Linked DNA regions of Zea mays: region 2 is linked to region 1. The links are chromatin contacts, called in public Hi-C maps. All regions are on one chromosome and are shown on one strand. Each heading gives the region's core, a stretch centred on a gene start, on an enhancer-like site or on the middle of the called end of the contact. The rest is flanking DNA. Distances are from core to core; before and after follow the strand shown.

What was found. A called contact is a pair of places that touch in the nucleus more often than the background predicts.
Region 2: a Hi-C map of endosperm shows a contact between it and region 1, with 2.7 times the contacts expected there. The contact joins the promoter of LOC100191478 here to the promoter of LOC100382414 in region 1. A contact is called at or near these places in 4 of 25 Hi-C or Micro-C datasets (bundle sheath, endosperm, leaf and 1 more).

What each region holds. Positions count from the first base shown.
Region 1 is chr3:125,204,410-125,210,808 of Zm-B73-REFERENCE-NAM-5.0, forward strand. LOC100382414 reads left to right here and starts at 3,259. Exons shown (of 7, transcript NM_001175157.2): 1 at 3,259-3,596; 2 at 3,683-3,747; 3 at 3,863-3,906; 4 at 4,001-4,998; 5 at 5,459-5,548; 6 at 5,649-5,710; 7 at 5,831-6,232. The coding sequence starts at 3,339. The coding sequence ends at 5,936.
Region 2 is chr3:125,616,172-125,622,265 of Zm-B73-REFERENCE-NAM-5.0, forward strand. LOC100191478 (Hydroxyproline O-galactosyltransferase GALT2) reads left to right here and starts at 1,963. Exons shown (of 7, transcript NM_001136910.3): 1 at 1,963-2,918; 2 at 3,385-3,617; 3 at 3,725-4,015; 4 at 4,097-4,225; 5 at 4,325-4,498; 6 at 4,587-4,694; 7 at 4,812-5,477. The coding sequence starts at 2,114. The coding sequence ends at 5,018. It also overlaps the pseudogene LOC100273335.

The sequences.
Region 1 (6,399 bases), core at 2,009-4,508:
AAAGGGTTGAGTGCAACCCTCGTCCATTGGGACGCCACAACGTGGAAGTAGACAAGTGTTCTACTTGGCCAAACCACGGGATAAAACTGCTGTGTCATCTGTTGTTATTCGTGTGCGATTCTCTCTGCTTCTACACACTTGATAATTGCTCAAAGTTTAACACTCACCTTGTGAAGAGCAATTAAGTGAAGAAGTCATCTCTTTCTCTCTAGACATAACACCTTGGTTTTGATTCCACTAACATTTCATAAACCAAGTTTGTGCCATTTAGTGTTGATTTTTACGGGATCACCTATTCACCCCCTCTAGGTGCTCTCACTTAGGTTTCTTGTTTACACGCGATACGGACACCAGTCTCTATACTGCTTTGAAGGGAAGAAGGAGCGAAACAGGAAGAGAAAAGAGAGTAACACCTGAATTTAGTGAGTATTGGAGACGAAAATTTATACCCCCAAATTCAGGGCGTTACAACGGGCCACGGGTCGCGGGGAGAAAGGACAGTGATCTTCTCCGCCATCAAAACGAAGGAAGAGGCGAGAGGAAGACGAAAGGCTTTTTGGGAAGAAGGCGAGAACGTCGTTCGAAGGCAAAGGACTAAAACAACAAAGGTAACGGTTCGAAGCCCCCCTCTCGGTCAGCTTTATATAGGTAAGGATGGAGCCACCGAAGTGTGAATCGAAAACAGCCAGACGACGGTCGTTTCAAATCCCGCACGCACACGTGCCACAAACGGTCGGCTGACCGGCAATATGCCCCATCGCATTAAATGACTGTGTCCCTTTCGAGGAAAAACGCGCCGAGCACCGTTCCGCATTTCGCCTCAAAAGGTACGCCCTCTACCCTCGACTACTCTACCTTTTATACTCTCGGCAATCGAACTGGAAAGAAGCGTCTTCTGCCTCGGGCAACCCCTCTCGAAAAGGGACCAGCGAATCGGAAAAAAGTCATTTTCTGCCTCGACATGTCACTCTGGGAGGGAAAAAAGGCAAGGAAAAATATTGTTCACAGGTTCAAAGGTTCGACCCTCAGCAGGGTTCAGATGAACCGCCTTAGGACTTCAGGGCTCCGAGCCCAATACTAATCAGGGGTTCGAAGTTTGGCCCCTCGGAAGGGCTCCAAAACCACCTCAGAGCACAGAGTCAGGGATGACTATAAGTACGCCCGTACATGGCCCTAGCTCGGGTTGCACCCGAGGTACCTTAAGACATATCCGAGACCCCCGAGAACGATTCGTGACGGTATCACGTCATAGGGAGGCATTGAGCCCTCGGACCCCATCGAACGGATCTAGGACCGGGCGAATCACTTGCAAGTACCTTTTGGGGCATGTCTCCGGACCTCAAGCTGACTCCGATCAAAAGGAGCTTGGACCCCCGCTCGGATCACCCGTTAACAGCTCAATGGAAACTACGCCATCAATCCCGCAGACGGTCACTCCGCCCGACTGTGGCGCACGTCAAGGGACGGCTCGGCTAACGTCTTGGGAAGACTTCCGCCTCTACTAAGCAGGGGCTCTGATCTCGATAAGCGCAGCAGGGAATCTCGACGTCATCACGTGCTAGGACGCTAACGCACCACGTAAGCAGCTTTTGGCCCATACCCTGGTGCTGTTACAACAACTACGACATGGGCGACCTCTCCCACGGAGCTCGAGCGTATGGACAACCCCTCGGCTCTCTACGGGAATTCAACAGGCGCGGGTCAATAGCACAGTTCGCCGTCACGTTGGCTTGCAGACGCCAGGGCGTCTCTCCTTCGAATACAACACTCGGATTCGCTGCGGACACCCCCTTCGTGTATAAATAGGGCAGTGGTCCCTCCAGTGAGGAGATCCACAACACACGCAGACGAACGCTCACCCCTTCACTTTGTCTTAGATATTGGCACTTGCCTCAATCATCTTTAGGGACTTGGGGACTTCCCCTCTCACGCCGTGCTTGTAAACCCCTACTACAAACACCACGATGCGAGTAATATAAGCCTCATCCCCTCTACTGGAAGTATGGCCTTGTGTTGCCCGAACCAGAATAACTGCTTGTGTCTTCTCGCACACCATCTAGAGTCGGCCACGCGACATATTTACTAGTTGGTTAAGGGCCCACGGTCCAAACATCGACACGTCTCCCATCACCTAGCAACTTCTATGTGGCATCACCTATTAGCAAATCGCTTCAAACGAGTTTGCGATGTGTGGGCGTCCGGCGTCCCTGAGAGGAAGGGTAGACTAGCCATTGTGTATTCAAAAAACAAGAAATTGGTTTCTTAAAAACTAGATTCCAAAAAACACCCTCACCATTTTTTTTCATAAACCAGTTTCTAGAAACTAGTTTCTTAAAAATTAGGTTGCTTAGACCCTAAGTGACTAAGTAAAATGACATGATACGTGGGTTGTTTGCCTCAAAAATAGTTGAGGATATATTTTTTAAACTAGTATCAATTAGTCACTTTGAATACTTAATTAATTCATATAGTAATTATCATATGAAAAATAGATAAGTAACATGTAGCAAAAAAAATGTATCCACCTAGCGTATATTTAAACACATCTACCTTTGTGCCTAAAGTAAACCAATTTTAAAATCATCTACGGTCGAGATATCTTAAGATCGACAAATTTTATAGGAAAATCAATATCATATACACACCAAATAAATACTTCTTCTATTTTGAATATTTTTTTCCTAAAAATGTATATGTAGCTTTTACTGTGTGTTTACTAATACATATGTCTAGGTACAAAGTAAATATATATACATCTAAAATAGATAATATATTTTGTAATTTGAATGGAGAGTATATAAAAATACTCCCTTCATCCTAAAATAATATTCATTTCAGCTTTTATTTTTATGTCTATATTAAAATAGATGATGCTGAATCTAAACATATATATAAATTAAATATGAATCTATTAATTTCTTAAAACTAATTTTAATTTGGACAAAGGAATAATACTTCATCACGTACGAAGTTTTCCTTTTAGAACGGAGTGAGCGACTATATAACATAGGTTAAAGAAAACCAGTTAGAAGAACAGCGGCTTTATACTCCTGTCCGCCGAATGACAGTGGACCCCACTGTCGGAGCATACCTTCGTGCCCTTCCAGAAGCTTCCCCGCCCGGCCACCCAACACTCTCCTACGGCTCGCCGTCGCGTGGACCACCCATCCCCTCACTGACCGCACGGACCCGCTCAATCCGGGCCCGTACGTCATAGAATCTCACGCGACTAAACGACCGTGCTCCCCAGTACGCCCGTCACTGTACCATGCCACTCCACCGTTCCGACATCCAAGGCTCCAAGTATAAACCCCGCGGCTGCAAACCCTAGCCGCCCGATGCTCTTCGTCCCGCGCCAAGTCGTACTCGCCGCCTCATCACAGCCCCGCGCCGCCGCCTCTTCCGCCATGGCCAAGGAGGAATCCAAGAAGGAGAAGAAGAAGGCCAAGGCCAAGGTGGCCAATGGAGCCGCCGCCGCCGCCGCCGCCCCGGTCCCTGGCGCGAGGGCCGCGGTGGTCGCCTCCGTCGCCGCCTTCCTCGAGTCCGCTGGGCTCTCGCGCACGCTCGTCGCCCTCCAATCCGAGGCCGGCCTCGAGGTACCCTCTCCCCCCTGTACGTTTGTGGTGTTGCCGTTTTGGTGCGCTGTTGCTGAGGCGCAGGATTGGGGAATTTCTGGTTCCAGGCCGGTGCGTGGGGGTCGTCACAGGTGAACTTGGAGGAGCTGGTTGCCAGATTCTTAGAGTCGAGGTACTATTTCCAATGATCATTTTACCTTTGCCACATTGCTTCGATTGGTGAGTGGCGTGTGCTGTTTACTAGCACAGTATGATCGGTTACTGATGCAAATTTGGATGTCGAACAGCAATTCAACTCGGGCGGCTGCCATTCTGGGAAGCGATGAGCAAGGTAGCAGCTTTGTTTGTTCAAATTGTTGTCGTTTGCCTTTGATCGATACCTTTATTTACTTTTGGTTCCCGCTGACTGGAATTCACTGGCGCAGACAAGGAAAATGATGATATAGCAGGAGAAGTTGGCAAGGAAAAAAAGAGGAGCGGCACAGAAGCCGGTGAGCCTGAGAGCAAGGCGATCGAGCCTTTAGCTGAGGAAAAGCCGACTGAAAATATGGACGGTGAGGCTAAAGAGAAGAAACAAAAGAAGAAGAAAGACAAGGGTGACCCTTCAGCTGCGAATGCTGCTAGCGAGGGAACAACTGAAATTGTGAAGAACGCCGACCAGAAGGACGATGAGGCCAAGGAGAAGAAACAGAAGAAGAAGAAGGACAAGGGTGACCCCTCAGCTGCGGGCGCTGGCAGCGGCGAAACAACTGAAACAGTGAAGGAGGATGATCATAAGCTTGATGGCAAGAAGAAGAAGAAAAACAAGAAGCAGGGAAAGGATGATGATGTCGAAGCTAGGCTGGAAAAGGCAGAATTAGCAATACTTAACAAGTTTGAGGCAGCAGAAAAGCTCAATGGAAGAGAGGTAGAACCAAAAGGTCAGAATGACAGTGCTGATGACTGCAGTGGTGCTGTGGAAAGGAAAAAGAAGAAGAAAGAGAAATCATCTGCCGGGACTTCAGAGAAGACTGATGCAGGAAGTGCACCTGCTGAGGCTGATGGTGCCAAGGGAAAGAATGGTGCTGTAGAAACAGTCAAGGATGATAATGAGAAAAAGGCCAAAAAAAAGCGGAAGAAGTCTAACCCTGAAGAAACTGTTCAGGTGGAAGGTAAAGAGGCTGCAGGGAAAGATTCAGTCCCAAAACAAGATGATGCGAACAAGAGTGTAATGGAGATTGAAGAAGGTAACCAAGGGAAGTCGTCAAATGAAAATGCAGTTGCTGGCAAAAAACGGAAGCTAGAAGAAGTTGAAGGAAGCATTCCCCCTGTGACTGGGAAAGAAGATTGCACAGCCAACGAAAGTCTAAGCAATGGTTTTGCAGAGGATAAAAAAGAAGAAAGCAACACAAAACCAAGCAAAAGGCAGAAACATTCATCTGAGGTATGCAGCTTTCTTTCTTGCTTTCTAACTGTTGGTCTATATCCCTTTATTTTTGCACTTTGTTTCCTGTAGTTTAATAACCTTAGGAGGCGTTATCCATAATTCTTAGATCCTGTTTATACCAGATGCTTCATTCACTACTAGCTTCCTTAGCAACTTGCTTTTTGCATTATGGTTCAGAAATGCATCCACAATAATTGGTCGCCGGTAATGATGTCCACTAGCCTGAATTCACCATGAGGATGTTGAGAAATTCATTGCCTGAGATTTTGGATCCACTGGCATCATTGCATTGCATGTCAGTACTTTGTATAATAGAGATTACTGTGAGTAATCTGACCAGTGACATCTTATTGGGACCATCAGCCTTTCCTGTTCTGAGCAAGTTGAAGTAGGCATCATTTATCTGATCAATGTCATCAATATTCCGATAAATTTCCTTTTTGTTTATCCACTGTAGCCCAAGACTGTGACCCCATTTCAACGTATTAAGGTGGACGACGTCAGATTTGCAGATGACAGGCTTCAGGATAACTCGTATTGGGCTAAGGTGCTTTTCTGCTTTGTTGATCATACATGCACATGCTGAAAGACTAGCATTTATCAAGCTAAACCTTGTATGGCCTATTGGTGCTATACCTCTATTGCAGGGTGGCGCAGACACCGGTTACGGCGCAAAGGCACAGGAGATCCTTGGCCAAGTCAAGGGAAGGTCAGTACTTGTTGGTTGTTGCTGTTACGTTCTGTTTTCTTTCAACTACGATAAGGGATCAAGGACTTCTACATGATCCTTCTACAAGCATAACACCGGTCCAACCCTTCCACGCTGCAGGGGGTTTAGGCACGAGAAAACCAAGAAGAAGCGTGGCACCTACAGGGGCGGGCAAATCGACCTGCAAACCCACTCGATCAAGTTCGAGAATTCAGACGACGAGTGAAATGGTGAGACCTGGGCTTCCCCATAAGATGGAAGCCTATACAGTGTTTTAGCAGTTGACCCATTTCTACCGCCGTTATTGCCTGATCAGGCCTGGTGCTGGTGGGAAGAAGCGATGCGATGGATGGTGCATGCAATACAACACGGTACCAGCTGGATTAAATCAGTTGCGGTGTGCCATTATTTGTTAGATTGAGCGACGTGAGAAATCGTCGAAATTTTGTTTGCTTGTTGGGCTCACTGATTTGCTGATTTTGCTACAGCTTATGCGACGTTAACGTTGCTACTCTGCGTGTTATGAGTTTGCCCGTGCTCTTGATTCCTTTCGAAATGACTACCTTGGAGCCGCTGATGGAAGTGCAGTGAGCTAGGCCCAGCGTAGAACTGGGCTCTTTCTATCGACCCACTGATCTCGGGACAATTGATCTGTATCATCAATTTCCATCGCTAGACCCAGCGTAGAA
Region 2 (6,094 bases), core at 713-3,212, 410 kb after region 1:
ATGCACCAAATAACAAGTGAGGTTGGTGCTTTCTATCTCAACTATGATGGTTTAATCGCTGGATCTTATCTTCATTACTACATAGTTAGATCCTTTAATATTTGGTGCATGGCTGATTTTTGTCACTCATTACCTAGATCAACTCACTTGTTATGATTGTTGAGTTGTTTTTTGATAGCATCACTAAACAATGTCATATCCGTGTATAAGTGTCCCCGTTGCAACGCACGGGCATATGCCCTTCACCCAATCACTTGCAGCTTAAAGGGCATCTGAATTAGTGGTTTTAAGGTATTAACATTACAATTTTTGGTACATCTCAATATTGTCTCATGTGCATTGGGTGAAGGATTTTATCGTATTGATTCCGTAGCAACGCACGGGCATATACCTAGTATGTATTTATGGACAACAAGGGCTCATATAACTTTTATGGTCCCTGTAAAATATGTATGCTAAAATAATTTTTAGGCATTTTGCATTATTAATTCTAATAGTAAAGCACCATGTAAATACCAACTTGAATATTCCATGCCTATCTAGGAGATAACTCAAAAGATGAAGTAAAAAGCCAGTGCAGGTTTCTTGCGTTTTGATAATTCGGTGCTAATCTAAATGAGCAAATATGTGTTTGATGTGAGATACATTGCTGAATAGTCTCTGAGTATGGTTATAAATTTAGGCAATTTCAGCAACAATTTAATCAAAAAAGGTAATCACCAGATTTGCAACCACACGTGATTGAAGCGTGATGAGCATATCGAAAATACTAGATAACATAAATTTGATCGAAAATCTTATTAGGTAGTGAGCAAGAGAAACATACATAGTGGCAGAGTCGTATGTGCTAGCGATATAGTGCTTATTGATGTAGTCATCCCACTTAATGCAGTGCATAGAGGTAGCCGCGTCGATCACCATCGATTCGTTGAGAAGGAGAGGACTAAGCATTGATCACCATATAGGAAGAGATGATGAAGCAAGCAATCGTGCAGTTTGCGGATACTCACCAAAAATATGATTGACGATATTCGCCAAAGCAAATGAACTTTTAAACGACATGTGTTTCAAAGGCATACTCTCTCGAGACTCGTGCGCGCGAGGACTAAAACATGGGGAACTTGATCAACGACAGATAGGGGAAACATAAAATTGGAAGCGAACTGAAGACGAATGATGACAAAACGAAGCTTTTATCTCGAAGTTAGGAGAACCGAGCTAGAGAACCAAGTGGGCACAAGAGATCAAGAGATGAAAAATTAGTTCTGTCATTATGTGCAAAACTCGTGTAATTTTAGAAATTACGAACCGGAACTTTTGATAACTCTCCTTATGTAATAACTCACATAACACTATTCTTGGATTACATACATTATCTGATCCGCTAGTCGAGACGTTCTTAGGGTGATAGGTCCAGACTAGATTTTGTTACCAATCATTATCTTAACATTAGGTATAACTACTACTATGTATTTAAGCAAGTATTAGAGCATCTCCAAGCGACTCTTTATTTTTAACTTTCTATTTGTCACTCCGTAAATATTAAACTCTATATATAATATCTCATTCCAACAGACTCTTCAACATGCAAGTTAGTTTGGCTAGTGAAAGTTACTAGCCAAATTTGGCTAGTGAGAGAATTAATTTATAGAGCCTGATAATTTAGCAAGTTAAATAGCTAGTCAGTTGAAGACCTATTATACTATTAAGTAGCTAAAATTTAGCTTGACAAACTTTTTAACTAGTCTTTTGTAGATGTTCTTACATTACATACTAACTTCATCATTATTCCATCGCAATTATAAAACCCAATTTAATAACTCAGAAAACACTTCATCTAAACGCAAGGGTAACGGTAAACCCACCTGCGAGGCCGCGACTGTGACACACGGCGTTAAGTAACCGCCACGTCAGCAGCAACGCACTGGCAAAGTGGCAATGGTTATTGCTAACCATCAACCCAACCCGTCACTTTCCCTTCTGTCTGGCTCCGCATCCCAGTCCCAGACCCGGCAAGCGCCGGCCATCGCCATTTCGGATCCGGGCCCGCTCAGCGCGCGGGTTCCCGAACCCGGCCGGCCGGCCGCGCTCCTCGCCACCGCCGCCGCCGGCCATGAAGCGCGCGCGCAGCTCCGAGGTATTCATCGGCGTAGGCCGGCTGCGCGCACGCAGGGGCCTGGCGCCGCTTCTCGCAGCGGCGGCTTTCGCCTACCTACTGTTCGTGTCCGTCAAGCTCACTTACCTCGGCAGCGCTGGGCCCGCGCCTGCCGTCGGCCGCCTGGCCACCACCGGCGCGGGCGAGCCAGCTGCGCGCGCGCGCTCGAGCGGCGGCGGGGCCGTGTCCGGGTACGGCCGCATCACCGGCGAGATCCTCCGGCGGCACGAAGCCTTCGAGGAGCGGCGGAAGCGGTGGGGGCAGCTGGGGAACTTCACGGAGCTCGAGCGCGTGGCGGCCGAAGCGTGGGCGCTCGGGGCCGCCGCGTGGGAGGAGGCCTCTGCGTTCGACGGCGACGTCGACTACATCGCCTCCCGCGACGTCGCCGGGGAGGGCACGGCCAAGTGCCCAGGCTCGCTCGCGCTCGGCGCCGGGGAGACCACGGCGTTCCTGCCGTGCGGGCTGGCCGCCGGGTCGGCAGTTACCGTGGTTGGGACAGCGCGGACGGCGCGGCCGGAGTACGTCGAGGCGCTGGAGCGGAGCGGCACGGGCAACGGGACGGTGCTGGTGGCGCAGTTCGCGGTGGAGCTGCGCGGCCTGCGCGCTACCGACGGCGAGGAGCCGCCTAGGATACTGCACCTCAACCCGCGCCTGCGCGGCGACTGGAGCAGCCGCCCCGTGCTAGAGATGAACACCTGCTTCCGAATGCAGTGGGGCAGGGCACAGCGCTGCGACAGTACCCCTTCCGGAGACGATGACCTGGGTAAGAGGCGCGCTCCAACAATCTTTTGTTTCGAAATTTGAACAAAAATGCATGTAGCAAGCTTATTAATTGGACAATGCAAGCTTCCTTTTCTTGGGAAACGGTAGAAAACACAGTAGTCACTAGTCAGTATGGAGCATTATGCTCTCATGACACATCCCTTGTGCAGAACCTGTTAAATTTTCACCAGTTTAGATATTTGTATTTGTTCTTGTGCATCCAGTATTGTTTGTGGCGGTTGGTTGAAGTATAAGGTATTGGGTGGATGAACACTGAGGCTAAAACAAAATGGATTGCCTACAAAGGTGCTAAATCTATATGCAGAGTGGCCATGCATCCTAATTTGTTCATTTTTATAAGTTGTATTGTAATGTATTGCTTGCATTGCTGCTCATGTCTGTTGCTACAGTTATGATGGCCTCCTTTAGACCTTTGTACTTATTCTTGCAGCTTGTTGACCTTGCAGTCGATGGACTAAGAAAATGTGAGAAATGGGACTGGCAGGACGTAGTTGAATCGAAAGAAACAAAGACAAGCTCATGGTTCAACAGATTCATCGGGCGAGCAAAGAAACCAGAAATGAGATGGCCATTCCCATTTTCAGAGGGGAAGATGTTTGTTCTCACTATCCAAGCTGGAGTCGAAGGATACCATATCAATGTGGGAGGCCGCCACGTTGCCTCATTTCCTCATAGGATGGTAAATTTCAGTTCTATTGCCAAAGAATATATTCCATTGTAGAGATATTTTGAAGCCCTGGCAGAAGAAATCACTGGGCTCTTCTTCTCAATTGCCAATATTTGCAGGGATTCGCCCTCGAAGACGCAACAGGTTTAGCCGTGACAGGGGGCATAGATGTTCACTCTGTGTACGCAACAGCGCTTCCAAAGGCACATCCTAGCTTTTCTCTCCAGCAAGTCTTGGAAATGTCTGAAAGGTGGAAGGCTCGCCCTGTGCCAGAGGAACCAATCCATCTTTTCATCGGCATCCTCTCCGCCACAAACCATTTCGCCGAGCGCATGGCTATTAGGAAAACTTGGATGCAGTTTCCGGCTATCCAATCGGGGAATGCGGTTGCTCGGTTCTTTGTTGCGCTGGTACGTTGAGTTCCCATGATTTCACAATGGTTCGATCCATGACTGTATCGTTACGAGTTTGTGGCGTGCTTCACTCTGTAGAGCCACAGAAAGGAGATAAATGCAGCACTGAAGAAGGAAGCAGAGTATTTTGGAGACATAGTCATTCTGCCGTTCATCGACCGGTATGAGCTAGTGGTTCTGAAAACGGTTGCGATATGTCAATACGGGGTTAGTCATTGCACATTCGCGTTAAATACTTAAATGTCTATTTCCAATGTATTATTGGACAAATGCTGACTGGTGGGAGAGCCATTTGTTTGTGTGTAGGTGCACAATGTCACTGCAGATTACATCATGAAGTGCGACGATGACACCTTTGTGCGGCTGGATATAGTACTGCACCAAATCAGTACCTACAACAAAACCTCACCTCTGTATCTGGGCAACCTGAATCTCTTGCACAGGCCTCTAAGAAGGGGCAAATGGGCCGTCACCTACGAGGTACCTCAGCGCCCCACTGCAACCGCCATAGATTTGCAACTTCAACACTCATATGTGATACGTTTGCTTACCCAAAGCGTGCCTGCAGGAATGGCCAGAAGCGGTGTATCCCCCGTACGCCAATGGACCTGGGTACGTTATCTCGGCCGGCATTGCGAGAGACGTAGCATCCCGGCATACAAACCACTCCCTACGGGTAAGGCTGCTCGCTCTTCTAACCGCGGTGCATGCATCCGTCGTTTACCTTCTGCCCCACCGTCGGCGGAAAGCCAACCCCCCCTCTCCTGATGGCCGCCTCCTGCGCTGCTTGCAGCTGTTCAAGATGGAGGACGTGAGCATGGGCATGTGGGTGGAGGACTACAACGCCAGCGCCCCCGTGCAGTATGTCCACAGCTGGAGGTTCTGCCAGTTCGGCTGCGTGGACAACTACTTCACGGCGCACTACCAGTCCCCCAGGCAGATGCTGTGCCTCTGGGAGAAGCTGTCAGCGGGGAGAGCGCACTGCTGTAACTACAGATAACACGAGGCCCCCAGCCCCCAGGGGGGAAATGGTGACCTAGCCGCCTAGGTGCATCAAGGCTCATGACCTTCGTTCCATTCGCCTGGCTTCGGTGGTTCGGTTCCATACGACCATCTGCTCAGATGACTAATGCCAGAAACCATGATCTCGACACCGCATGTTCTTTGGTTCTTAGATTGAAGGTATACGGGATAAGGGTGTTACCAACTGCTGCTTCATCTTCAATTCTTCACTGAGGTGAATGCTGGCATGAGGATAGAAGGGGAGGGGGCGTGAATTCACATTGGCTGTTTGTACAGGCCGCCGGCCTATTTGTAGAACTGCAAATCCGTACCCACTGGAACGGGAAATTGTCTCCCCTGTGTGGCTGTGTATGCAGATCTGTGTGTACTATTCGTGCGAATCGGTGGTGTATGTGTATTTGACATCCAACAAAGTTAACTTAGACGGCACGGATTCCTTGTTGGAGTCGGCGCACAGCGCACAGCTGCTGGACCAGTGGACCGGCGGGACAAGGAAACCCGCGCGGTATCCGGTGGTTTTGCCAAGACCCTCCCCCGTTTACAAGCCAGAAGGCAAGCTATAGGCGAAACTTCGGGGGTCGTCGAGGGTTCTCGACCCTCCCTTCCCCTCTCTCGCCCGCTCGCTCCCTCACCGCCGGCGTTCTCGCCGCCAGCTACGGACGGGGCACACTGCGCAGGGTCCCAGCCCCGCCTCTCACCCGAACGTCTTCGCTCCCCTCACCGGGTAGGCGTCGCGCTCTACTGGCACCACCCCGGCCCTCGCGCTCTACTGGCACCGGACCGGCGCGGGGTGGCGCGGAGACCTGTCCCGGCCAGGAGACCGTTCCGTGCTATACCGGTGAGTTCCCCGAGCTTACCCTGGTGTCGGTGCCTCCTCGCTCCAGCGGCAGCGAGGAATTGAATTGAACCCTAATCTTCGCTCACTCAGGCGCTGATCCGCACCTGCTTCGTGGCGCTGCTGCCCGACTAGCGCGCTCCACCTGCGTCTGGTTCGATTATAGTCGTAGTGTCCAGCGCGGACGCTCAATTTAGCTGCCTTCGGTTCATCCTGGC